2 separate regions of the Pan troglodytes genome follow, and region 1 is linked to region 2. A link is a contact called in public Hi-C data. All regions are on one chromosome and are shown on one strand. Each heading gives the region's core, a stretch centred on a gene start, on an enhancer-like site or on the middle of the called end of the contact. The rest is flanking DNA. Distances are from core to core; before and after follow the strand shown. Region 1 holds the start of AK3 (adenylate kinase 3). Region 2 has its middle 44 kb from the start of RIC1.

Region 1 (6,707 bases), core at 4,029-6,528, 830 kb after region 2:
GGGGCATCTCAAATGGCTCAGAAAAAAAGAATCTTTGTACTGTATTTGCAACTTTTCTATAAGTTTGAGATTATTTCTAGGAAATGAATATTTGTATTCAGAATCCAACTAGCTCTCATCACCTATACCAAGCAAGCCCAAGTCATCATCCTCTCTCACTTGCATTATTACTTAAAACCACCATGATCACTTTATTTTCTCCCATGGCTTCTGTGGTTCAGGAACTTAGGAAGGGCTCAGCTGGATAGTTTTGGCTTGAGGTGTCTCACGCAAGTGCAGTTAGATGGCTAGAGTTGGGACACCCAGGGAATAAAGCACTACTCTCTCCATGTCATCTCAGGACGTTCCTAAGTGGTTTCTCCATGTGGGCTAATCTGGACTTCCTTACAGCCTGTTGGCCTCAGGGCAGTCAGATTCCCCATGTGGCAGCTATAGGCTTCCAAAATGAGTGTCCTGGTGAACAAATCAGAAGCTGCTTTGTCTTTTATGACTTAGCCTTGGAAGTCACATAATATCACTTTTACCATGCTCAATTGGTCAAAACAGTCACAGAAGCCTATTCAGTTAAAGGTGGAGGGGACAGGGACCTCACCTCTTGATGGGAGCAGTGTCGAAGATAAGCTCATGGACTGGGAGTGGGCGTCGTGGCCGTCTTCAGACAATACCATTTGCCACAGTGGTTTGTTAGGCCCTGTAAGGTCTGGACCCTCACTACCTCCCTGAGTTTTCTTGTTGAATAACTTTCATTTCTTGCTCTCTCTGTTCCAGGCAGAATAGCTTCTTTGGAAACTCAAGCACACTCCACCCTCAGGGCCTTTGCGTTTGTTCTTTTTCTCTCTAGAACATTCTTCCCCCAGATATTATTTATTTATTTTCGAGACAGAGTCTCACTTTATCGCCCAGGCTGGAGTGCAATGGTGCGATCTCGGCTCACTGCAACCTCCATTTCCCGGGTCCAAGTGATTTTCCTGCCACAGCTTCTTGAGTAGTTGGGATTACAGGTGTGCACCACCACGCCTAGCTAATTTTTGTTTGTTTGTTTGTTTATTTATTGAGACAGAGTCTCACTCTGTCACCCAGGCTGCAGTGCAATGGCGTGATCTTGGCTCACTGCAACCTCTGCCTCCTGGGTTCAAGTGTTCAAGTGATTCTTATGCCTCAGCTTCCCAAGTAGCTGGGACTACAGGCACATGCCATCCCACCCAGCTATTTTTTGTATTTTTAGTAGAGACGGGGGTTTCACCATGTTGGCCAGGCTGGTCTCAAATTCCTGACCTTAAGTGATCCGCTCATCTTGGCTTCCCAAAGTGCTGGGATTACAGGTGTGAGCCAACACATCCGGCCAGGATATTCATTTATTTATTGAGACAGGGTCTTGCTCTGTTGCCCAGGCTGGAGTACAGTGGTGTGATCACAGCTCACTACAGCCTCAACCTTCCAGGCTCAAGCAATCCTCCCACCTCAGCTTCCCAAATAGTTGGGACCACAGGTGCACACCACCGCACTGGCTAATGTTCTTCTTCTTCTTCTTCTTCTTTTTTTTTTTTTTTTGTAGAGGAGGGGTGTCATTATGTTGCCTAGGCTGGTCTCAAACTCCTGGACTCTAGTGATCCTCCTGTCTTGGCCTCCCAAAGTGCTGGGATTACAGGTGTGAGCCACCACACCTGGCCTGGAGTGGATTTTTATAGTAGTGGATAACTGATGCACCTTCCTTCTCTTTGTCTTACTACAATCACTACAATCCTAGTAATTATTTCTCAAACATGAACCCTCCTATTCTTTTGTTCTCACCTAGGTAACACATAGTGTGAAGCAACATACAAACACATATACATGTTTCTTGGAAACAAGCTGTATTAGTTCCCTAGAGCTACAGTAACAAATTACCACAAACTAGGGGGCTTGAAACAATAGAAAGTTATTCTCTCACAGTTCTAGTGACTACAATTCATAGCCAAGGTAAGGGCAGGGTTATTCTCTCCCAAGGATCCTAGGGGAGAATCAGCTTTGTGTCTTTCTCTTGGCTTCTAGTGTCCCCAGCAATCTTTGGTGTTCCTTGGCTTGTAGCTGTATAAGCCCAATATCTGCTTCCATCATCACATGGCATTCTCCTGCTATGTTTTCAGGTCATATTGTATTAAGAGCTGCCCATCTTCCACTATGACCTGATCTTAACTACTTATGTCTGCAAAGACCCTATGTGTAAGTAAGGTCATCTTCTGAGGTACTGGGGATTAGGACTTCAATATATCTCCTGGGGGAATACAATTCAACCCATGACACATGCCTATCATTTCCCCCTCAGTTGTACATTGTAGAGCCCTTAAACATTTCAGTCTTCAATGTGACAAAGGCCGGGCATGGTGGCTCATGCCTGTAATCCCAGAACTTTGGCAGGCCAAAGCAGGAGGATCATTTGAGGTCAGGAGTTCGAGACCAGCCTGGCCAAAATGGCAAAACCGCTACTAAAAATACAAAAATTAGCTGGGCATGGTGGTGCAGGCCTGTAGTCCCAGTTACTTGGGAGGCTGAAGCAAGAGAATCTCTTGAATCCAGGAGGCAGAGGTTGCAGTGAGCCAATATCTCGCCACTGCACCAGCCTGGGTGACAGAGAGACTCCGTCTCAAAAACAAACAAACAAAAGTGACAAAACAGTAATTCTTAGTATTTAATCAACAAAACCCTGTTGAGTGCCTACTATGTGCAAAGCACTCATCTGGGCTTTATTTGCTTCAAACTAATCTGTATAAACACTTGGTCATTAAATTAGAATTTGAATGAATTTGACCTCAGTGTTTTTCAGTTGGAACAAGGTAGGCAGTGAGGAACAGATCCATACAAAGGCCTGTGAATGGCGAAAAGACTATGCCAGGCACAGTTGCCAGGAGATTTCACAGACTGGCAGTTACTCATTTGTAATCAACAACCTTTTGCAAAGCCAAAGTTGATCGGTGTTTTGTGGGCCTGTTAATATGACCACGACACTCAGCTTTTCATCCCCGCAATGACAGGATGATTCCTCAGCTATTTTTGTTTGTTTGAACATTTTTTTTTCTAAACCAAATTTCCCCAGGATTTTCTTTCTGGTTTCTTTTGGAGCTGAAACCTCCTATGTTCCCAGCTTTGGAGATTAGAAGTACTTTATCCACACCTTCAGATTTTCCAGTATTGCATAAGTTGTACTTGTCCAGACTTGCTCATTCTTCAGTTAGTTCTGTTCAAGTTTTCTCATCCTTTCATTTATGTTGTTTACTTCATCCCTTCCTCTGCTTTCCATGGGTTATTTTGATGTCCTTTTCCCAATTACATGAATTCAATGTTTAATTCATTTATTTTCATTCTTTTCATTCTTTCTTGCTTAGTAATGAGTATGTATGAGCCCTGCTGGGCACAGTGGGGTGGCTCAAGCCTGTAATCCCAGCACTTGGAGAGGTCAAGGCGGGCAGATCATTTGAGGTCAGGAGTTTGAGATCAGCCTGGCCAACATGATGAAACCCCATCTCTACGAAAAATATAAAAATCAGCTGGGCGTGGTGGCGGGTGCCTGTAATTCCAGCTACTCGGGAAGCTGAGGTATAAGAATCACTTGAACCTGGGAAGTAGAGGTTGCAGTGAGCTGAGATCGCATCACAGCACTCCAGCCTGGGCAACAAAACAAGACCCCGTCTCAAACAAACAAAACGAGGCCGGGCGCGGTGGCTCACATCTGTAATCCCAGCACTTTGGAAGGCCAAGGCGGGTGGATCACCTGAGGTCGGGAGTTTCAGACCAGTCTAACCAACAGGAAGAAACCCTGTCTGTACTAAAAATATAAAATTAGCCGGGTGCGGTAGCGTGTGCCTGTAATCCCAGCTACTCGGGAGGCTGAGGCAGGAGAATCACTTGAACCCGGGAGGCAGAGGTTGCCGTGAGCCGATTGCACTCCAGCCTGGGCAACAAGAGCAAAACTCTGTCTCAAAGAAAAAAAAATGTACAAGGTATGTATTTTCTCTTTCTTTTCCACACCAGAAAGTATAAAGGCTAATGCCTTTTCTAAGTACCAGGCTGTCTACCTATTGAAATCCCCCATCCATTCACTCAGCTAAGATTCACTGACTGTCTCACCCTGAAGTCATTTCTATCTTCTTTGGAATCAGTTCTGGACCTCTGAGGAGAATGGTAACTGTGTTTTATTTTCAGAGAGGCTTCTTTCTGCCTTAGCATAGTGTCCCAGGACAAAGCAATGATAATAAATGGACAACCATTATTGAACATTGACCCTGTAGCTGGCATTGCACTAAGTACTACATTATTTTAACTCCTCCATTCTACTCCTCTATGCCCATTTTACAGGCAAAATGATACTCACTCGAATGTTTTTGTCCTCTGTTTCCATTCTTGAAACATGCCAAACCTCCAGTTTTAGGGCCTTTCCCTAAAACTGGACATAGGAAGGGCCCATGTCTCTCTCTTCCGTATTCTAATTAAGCGCTCGGCACACATGCCATCTCTTCACAGCCTTTCCGACCGCCTGTCTACAACAGCCTGCCTCCACAGTTTCACACACTCCTTTACGTTATTTATAACAGAGTCTCACTCAATGAAAGCTGGATTTCCTCTCCTGTAAAATGAGGTAGGCCCTCTCGGCTCAAGGTCACTCCCTGTGATTCTACACAGAGAGGGAGTGGGAAGAGGGCGCTCGGCAGCAGAGGAGGAGGAGGGAAGGGCGAAGGCGGGAGTGGGTGCAGAAGCGGGGGGTCTGGCGGTCCAGGGGGGTAGAGGGGAGGGGCGGATTCGAGTGGGCGCCAGGTGGAGCGGGGACAAGGGTTGTCAGGGGAGCACGAAAGGGGTCGCGGTGTGTCCGGCAAGGACTGGGTAGGGCAGCGCCTGCTATGGACTAGGGGCGAGGGCTACGAAAGGGTTGTTGGAGGGATGGATGCGGGTGGATTCCGAAACCAAGCGGCTCCGAGGGGCGACTAGAGGTGGGGAGGGGGCGCGCGGGAGTTGCCAAGGTCGGACAGAGGGGAGCGCGGTCTATCCGGCTGGGAATGGGCCGGACAGGGCGCGGGGTTCCGGGGTCGCGGAGAGGCGCGGAGGTAGATCTGAGCTGAGTGGAGGGCGCGTGGGGGTGGGTGCAGAGGGGCGCCGAAGGGATCCGGGCCCAGCCGGCCGGTGGAGAGGGGCCGCGGAGAGGCGCAGGTGGGAGCTGGGCGGCCGAGCGAGCGCAGAGGGGGCGCGGCTTGCGCGGCTGGGCGGGAACAGGCGCTCGGTCGGGGGCGGGGGCTGCGCCGGGGTCGCCGAGAGGCGGACGCAACAGCGGGGTCCCGCGCAGTCTGGGCGGCCCCAGTGGCTGTCGGCTCACTTCCGGGAACGCCGGGGAACCGCAGTAGCCGCCTGCTAGTGGTGCTGCCAGCCGGCCGGCGCAGGCTGCCGAGCGGGTGAGCGCGCAGGCCAGGCCAAAGCCCTGGTGCCCGCGCCGTGCGGGCCTCAGTCTGCGGCCATGGGGGCGTCCGCGCGGCTGCTGCGAGCGGTGATCATGGGGGCCCCGGGCTCGGGCAAGGGCACCGTGTCGTCGCGCATCACTACACACTTCGAGCTGAAGCACCTCTCCAGCGGGGACCTGCTCCGGGGCAACATGCTGCGGGGCACAGGTGGGAGCTCTGGGCCCAGGGCCGGCCGTGCGCTGTCACCCGGGTCGGACTTTGCGGGCGAGGGGCCGAAGCTGGGCACGCGGGTCCCTGGCTGCGGGCGCGGCATTTCCCTCCCGCCGCCCGGGACAGAGACCTCGGGCTGCTGAGCGACTGCGCCCCCAAACCTCCGGCCTCCGTGGGCCGCTTCGGGCGGGTTATGGGGTGGCGGTGGGGGAAGGGACTGGAAAGTTAGGTCAAGCTCGAAGTTCAGAGATGAAAGGAAACCACGGGGCTTTGTTTCAGAGGCCCAAGTCTTCCCAGTGGCAGCCACTCTTGGGGGTCCGTCGAGCTGAGCTGCAGCTTATTCAACGTGCTGGTGCATTTGGAAGACTGTCATTAGCCCTGCTAGAGTTTGCTCGTTCTGTTTTCTTTTCTTTTCTTTTCTTCTTTCTTTCTTTCTTTCTTTCTTTCTTTCTTTCTTTCTTTCTTTCTTTCTTTCTTTCTTTTTCTCTTTTTTGGTGTGGTTAAGCTCTATGAGATCTTGTAGTTCTGACCTTTCCCCCATATTCCCAAGGCCAAGTAGTATTTACCCTTGTTGCAGTCATAAAATTATCTCATTTTGATATCCTTAGATTTCGTAGACACGAAGGCTATTCTTGTGCATGGTTATATAAAATATTTTGTTTCTCATGCCAAATAAATTCTTACAGCTCGGCACGAAAGGCAGTTAAGAATCTACACTATACAATGGGTGGATTTGTGGTGTGTAAATTCCCTCTTAAGAGGGTTGTTTTTGAAAAGCTAGTAGCAGGAGTTTTTTTCTCAAAAAATGTTGACCTTACTTTTCAAAATAGAACCCGTTTTGAAACTCATTTTGAAACCCATTTACATAGAAATAATGCTTACACAAGGCCTTTTACTTTTGTTTTCCTTTTTTTTTTTTTTTTTGTGAGGATAGCAAACAGGATAGACGTGCATAGCATAAAAAACAGCGCCCTCTTTCGTTCCCTACCTCAGTCCCATTCTTCGGAGGGGAACAGAGTTTCCTTCTAGAAAGCTTTACTTTTTAAGCGCAGATACGTGTACCTTTTTTCTTTT
Region 2 (6,289 bases), core at 573-3,072:
CTGTTAAGGGGTAAAAAAAATTTACCTTCCAGATAGGTAATTTTTTTAATTTGGCAACTTGGGAATAGTAGCTTTTCTCTGTCCTTGCACCCAACTTCTTAACTTTAACAATTAAGATTTTATGGGCCCAATGGCCCCAGCCTAAGCTGGTGCACCTCGTTACATAGGGCATTTACTGTTGAGAGCATATTTCTGAGAATCCCAAGATTTTCACTTTTGCATAAAGGCTGACTGAGTAGACTCTCTTATCCTATAATATAGCTTTTAAAACAAATTATTATGCTAGTAGCTAATTGCTCATTAAGATCTAGCTTTATGGGCTAGGCGCAGTGGCTCATGCCTATAATCCCAGCACTTTGGGAGGGCGAGACAGGCGGATCACTTGAGGTCAAGAGTTTGAGACCAGCCTGGCCAACATTGTGAAACCCCATCTCTACTAAAAATACAAAAATTAGCTGGGCGTGGTGGTGGGTGTCTTTATCCCGGCTACTTGGGAGGCTGAGGCAAGAAAATCGCTTGAGCCTGCGAGGTAGAGGTTGCAGTGAGCCGAGAGTGTGCCACTACACTCCAGCCTGGGCAACACAGTGAGACTCTGTCTCAAAAAAAAAAAAAAAAGATCTGGCTATATTGCTATATACTAACTGTGGTAGGTTCTGTAGTTCCTCTCAATAACACTGCCAGGTAAGGTTCATTATTTTATGTATGAGGAAACTAAGGTTCAAAGAGAACGACTTGTCTGTAGTCATGCAGCTGGTTAATGGCAGAGCTGGATTCAACTCAGGCAAGCTACCTATACATCTCAGGGCAGGTGGGAAAGGGTTATGTTAGACTCAAGTAGGAAGCTTTATGAAATTGCTCCCCATTTCCTGCTTCTCCATGATATTCTGGTATGTACCCCAAATGGCTGTGAATCTTTGCAGAAGTCAGTGGTTGTTACTGACCGGAGAGTGAGGAATTATCTTCCATGTTTTGGGGGTGGTAAAAAGTCTGAGAACCACCACTACATGTTACTTCTTCCATCTGCCTTCCGCTGCTTGAGCCTTCAAAATAAAGTTGTAAGAAATTCCAGCTGTTTGCCCTTACCAATATAGCCCAGGGTGACTCTTACTTAATTCTGTATATGAGTTCCAGAAAATATAGAACTCTATAGAAAAAATGTATGGCACTTGGCTGAGATGTTCTGTTGACTTCCCTCCAGTCCTTATAAGATCACTTTTCCCTTCCTTGATTGTTGTCCCCCATTGACCAAACCAGCAGGTACTGGCCATTCCCCTCAGTGACTAAAGCTGTCAGCGTCATTACTAGGGTTAAGGCCCTGTCATGGGCTGCCCCAGCCACACACATATTCCAGCTGCTTTGCCTGTTTTAGTCATCCTGTGTGACATCTCTTCTTGTTATATAGGATATCACCTATGTAAAAGATGAGAGAGAGAGAGGGCTTCTGTGATCTGCAAACCCTTTGAAGACAAGGCTGATGTTTTACTATCTCTCTATCTTGGTGCCTAGTACAGTGCTTAGTACCAAATGAATGATAAAATACATGAGAAAGAACAGGATGGTCTCCTCATGATTGCACTTTTCTCAGGATAGGCCAGGACCCTATCTCCATTTCCATAGAAATGGCCCTTTCCCCCAGGTTCTGGTACATGGCCCTGGTTGAGCTAATAAACAGCAACAAAAGAACTTAAAGTCTAAAAATGCTTTGAGGCCTGAAAGAAATTATCTCTGAAGGTGAAGTGTTGAGGTAGAAAGATGGAGAAATGGGGGAAGTGCATGTGCAGGGAAAGGGCAGGGACTTCCCAGCTCACCTCCTGTCATGTCCAGATGCAGCCACACACTTTGCTTACAGTGACTTGTCCTGTCTGGAGGCAATTCTTTGAGGCAAAACTATGCCTTAAAGCCTTAAAGCCCAGCCCAGAATTTCACATCAGCCCTTCTCTAGTCCTGACATTATTCACCAGATAAAAGGCAGATACTTGCTATGTTTTACAAGTTTCTTGTCTGTGTCATCAGCCTTGTTCCATCCTTAGATACAAAGAGGGCTGAAAACAGGATGTTTGAAAACAGGATGTTTGGGTTAAAAAACAGGGTTGAAGAAAAAAAGAATAATATTCAGAAAAGAATGTGGCAAGTGGACATAGTTCTTAAGGAACCCTACAAATGAGACTTGAAAACCTGGCTCATTTCATGATTCATTGACTCAAAGATTTTAAGGACATATTTCAGCTGGTAGAAAAAAGTTCACTTGAGGATAACATCTTGAGAGTCAAGTTGAAGATAAAAGACTCCTGTTTCTGGTATCTCTGTGAAACATAGAGGAGGGTACCCTTTAGGACCAAGTACTTCATAGAAAGTTAGAGCTGGAAGGGGATTTACAAGCCATTTCATTTTAGTCTTCTCAGGAAACTGAGGCTCATAGGAGTTAAGCGTCTAGTTTGAAGAATTATGGGATCTTAGAGTAAGAAGATTTGTACTTCATCACCTAAGGGAAGAATACTTTCCAGAGTATCCTGAAAAATGGTAGCTCCAGGCTATGTAGATATATCCAGGAACCAGGAGGTTAACCTTTGATGAACAGCTCTAGTTGTTAGTGAATTCTTTCCATTTCTGGGCCAAATTCTGCTTCAATGTAACTTGCACCCATTGATCTTGGCTCTCATGTCTTCCCTTGATAATTCTTCTCCAGGAGAAAGGCACCCAGCTTCTTCCAGTATTCCTAGTCTAGGGGTGGCTTCAAGCCCGATTGCCATCTTGGGTGCTTCCCTCCAGATCTACTCTCATTTATTCATGTCCCAATTAACAAGTCGGGCCCAGAATAGAACAAAATATTCTAGAGGTAGGCTGGCCTAGACATAGTAGGTTCCATAGGACTATTTGTTCCCAGTTCTGAACAGTGTCCTGTCAACACTGCTGAAGTTCTCCTTAGTGTTTTTGTTTTGTTTTGAGACAGGGTCTCACTTTGTTGCCTAGGCTGGAGTGCAGTGGTGAGGTCATGGCCCATTGCAGCTTTGATCTCCTTGGGCTCAGGTGATCCTCCTACCTAAGCCTCCCTAGTATCGGGACTACAAGTGTGCGCCATCACGCCCAGCTAATTTTTGTATTTTTTATAGAGACGCAGTTTCGCCATGTTGCCCAGGCTGGTGTCAAACTCCTGGGCTCAAGTGATCCACCTGCCTTGACCTCTTAATGGGCTGGGATTATAGGCATGAACCACCATGCCCAACCTCCTTAGTTTTTAAGCAATTGGATTTCAATTCAACCTGCATTTGTACTTAGGGCACATTTGTAGTTTATGAGTATGATACTGTTTAAATTCTTTTCTATTAAATCCCCAGAACTTTTTCATATTAACTGCTAATAAACTGCTCTTCCATCTTAGGTGTGTGGATCAAAAGCAGGACCTTACATTCTACCTCTTTGGTTTTGACCTAGTGATTCAACCTGGGACTTAATTTTTTTATTTTTTATTTTTATTTTTTGAGGCAGGGCGTCACTCTGTTGTCCAGGCTGGAGTGCAGTGGTACAATCTTGGCTCACTGCAGCCTCAACCTCCCGGGCTCAAGCGATCCTCCCACCTCAGCCTCCCAATTAGCAGGGATCACAGGCACACACTACCACACCTGGCTAATTTTTGTATTTTTTATAGAGATGGAGTTTTGCTATGTTGCCCAGGCTGGTACTGAACTCCTGACCTCAAGTGATCTGCCCGCCTCGGCCTCCTAAAATGCTGGGATTACAGGTGTGAGCCATGGAAACCTGGGATTTTAAAATAGAAACTCTTCTATCCAACTGACTCTCTCTCCCTACTTTATTAATCATCATATATTATAAGCTCATCTTCTATGTTTTCATCCAAGTTACCCATAAGACAGAGGGAAAAGGACAATTTTTTAGTAGTTGCTTTGACAACCTAACCTCTTCTCTCAACCATATTCACTTACTCACAAGGATATAAATGTACATCTTGTTCTGTGCTGTGATTAAAAATCAATATATTCTATGTCTATGGCAACTCCATGAGCTACCAAACTTGTAAGTCCCTAAGCTACCAAACTGGTAACTTTTTTTTTTTTTTTTTTTTGAGACAGGGTCTCATTCTGTTTCCTAGGCTAGAGTGCGGCGGTGTATTCACAACTTACTGCAGCCTCAACCTCCTGGGCTCAGTCGATCCTCCCACCTCAGCCTCCCCAGTAGCTGGGACTGCAGGCGTGCACCATCACACCTGGGTAATTTTTGTATTTTTTGTAGAGATAGGGTTTTGCCATGTTGCCCAGGCTGGTCTTGAACTCCTGAGCTCAAGCCATCTGCCTGCCTCAGCCTCCCAAAGTGCTAGGATTACAAGTGTAAGCCACCATGCCCAGCCCAAACTGGTAACTTTACTGAAAAAGAAATGGGATAAATTAGGCAAGTTACTTAACTTCTATAAGCCCAAGTTTCCTCATCCATAAAATGTGAATATTTGTTCTACTCCCTTTACCAGGTGGTAGTGAGGCTCAATTAGTATAACAAGACATTTGAAAATGCTTTGTAAACTTAAAAAAAATTTTTTTTGAGATGGAGTCTTGCTCTGTCGCCCAGGCTGGAGTGCAGTGGCGTGATCTCAGCTCACTGGAAGTTCCTCCTCCCAGGCTCAAGCAATTCTCCTGCGTCAGCCTCCCAAGTAACTGGTGGGCACTCATCACCACGCCTGGCTAATTTTTGTGTTTTTAGTAGAGATGGGGTTTCACCATGTTGGCCAGGCTGGTCTCAAACTCCTGACCTCAAGTGATCCGCCAGCCTCGGCCTCCCAAATTGCATTTTTCTTTCCCTCCCTGCTCTCTTGAGCTACTCCTGTCCATGGGGAGCTCCCACCCACCCTGAATTCCTTTGGGTCTTATGGTCTGGTCCCACTTATCAGTCACTTGATTGCATGTAGCTTTGGTTTTTGTGGTGTATTTCTCCAGCTCACTATACATTCCTTAAACTCAAGGTAGAGCATATCTAATACATACTTTGTATTTCTCACAAGTACACAGTGCTGACTGGGGGGTTTCAGAGTCCCAAGACAGAGTCTGAAACACCCTGGCGACTAGATGAGCTGCCTTTATGCCACACAGCCCTGAAAGGGAGGGGACTGTGTCAGGGTAGTCCAGTGAATCACCCTGTCTCATTGATGAATGTAAGAAAGTAGAGGCTCTGGTCAACCTGGACTTAAACTTTCCATTTTGCTTCTCAGGGGATACAGCTGTAGCCTGCCAGACTGGCATTTTCCCTAACAGCTTTCAAATGTCACATTCCACTATAACACACTCACACACAGAAGCTGTTCTTTCTTTGTCTTCATTTTGAGAACACTCAGAAAAGTTTTTATATTTTGGAAAGACCCCTTTCATTCCCCACCCTTGAGTTTTCTGCCTTCAGGACGTTAGTTCTTGAAGACAACTCCCCAGAGCACTAGTGGAAAGATGCTGGCAGCTCCTCCAATCACATGAACCTCACATGTTCTGAGGCAGCTCAGTCATGCATTCTGTGCTGGAGCTGCATGATGTTTGATTAGGCAGGCAGGATGCTGGCAAACCCAGTGCCTTTTCAAACTTTAACTTAGTACACTTTTCTTGTAGTTTCTCTTTAGATTCTCATAAAAACACAGGTGAAAGTTTGTACTTGACATAGGGAAAAAACACAAGTTGTGCATCTAAAAATTCTGCCCCAGAAACATTATATCTGCCATTTATGTGACCTTTTGATTTATAATAAGCAGATGCTGAAATTCTAAAATTTCAAAATATTTTTAAAGAATTGCTTAAAGATTTTTTTTAATTTAAAATGTTTATTTTTTAAGCTTTTCAAATACAAGAATATAAAGAAAGAAATTACCCATAATCTCATGACATTGACAAAGATAGCCACTGTTATTGCCACTCTAATTTTATAGTTGAGAAAACAAAGGAGAGGAAGAAAGGAAAGAAAATGAGCTTTTAGGGTTTTTTTTCTCAACTTTAAGAAAAAAACTCCTTAGAGGGATCCCCCAAAATTTTGTAAACAATTGATAGATATTCATATTCCTAATAACACATATTGCCAGGAGTACCATTGCTGTTTCTGAACACCATGATGTTTCTTCAGTAAGCTTTACAGAGATCTCATTTCCATGTCACAGAGGAAAACTACTTAAAATAACATTTGATGAAAGTTACTATACTACGTTACAAAAAATCTTGTAAAACAGAGAAAAGAAGGAAATTACATACAGCCCCAACACTTTAACAAAATCTTATTCATATTTTAGCATACTTCCTTCTGTCCTTTT

Evidence for each region. A called contact is a pair of places that touch in the nucleus more often than the background predicts.
Region 1: a Hi-C map of blood shows a contact between it and region 2, with 6 times the contacts expected there. The contact joins the promoter of AK3 here to the enhancer-like site in region 2. A contact is called at or near these places in 2 of 7 Hi-C or Micro-C datasets (blood and stem cell-derived neural progenitor cells).

Annotation. Positions count from the first base shown.
Region 1 is chr11:111,159,680-111,166,386 of NHGRI_mPanTro3-v2.0_pri, forward strand. It overlaps AK3 (adenylate kinase 3), which reads left to right and starts at 5,279. Exons shown (of 6, transcript XM_054657906.2): 1 at 5,279-5,630. The coding sequence starts at 5,480.
Region 2 is chr11:110,336,504-110,342,792 of NHGRI_mPanTro3-v2.0_pri, forward strand. No RefSeq gene overlaps it. Among named protein-coding and RNA genes, the nearest start is that of RIC1, 44 kb to the left of the region's middle. Within about 2 kb of position 1,823, at least 1 of the 24 cell types and tissues checked has an H3K27ac peak or open chromatin away from gene starts, as enhancers often do.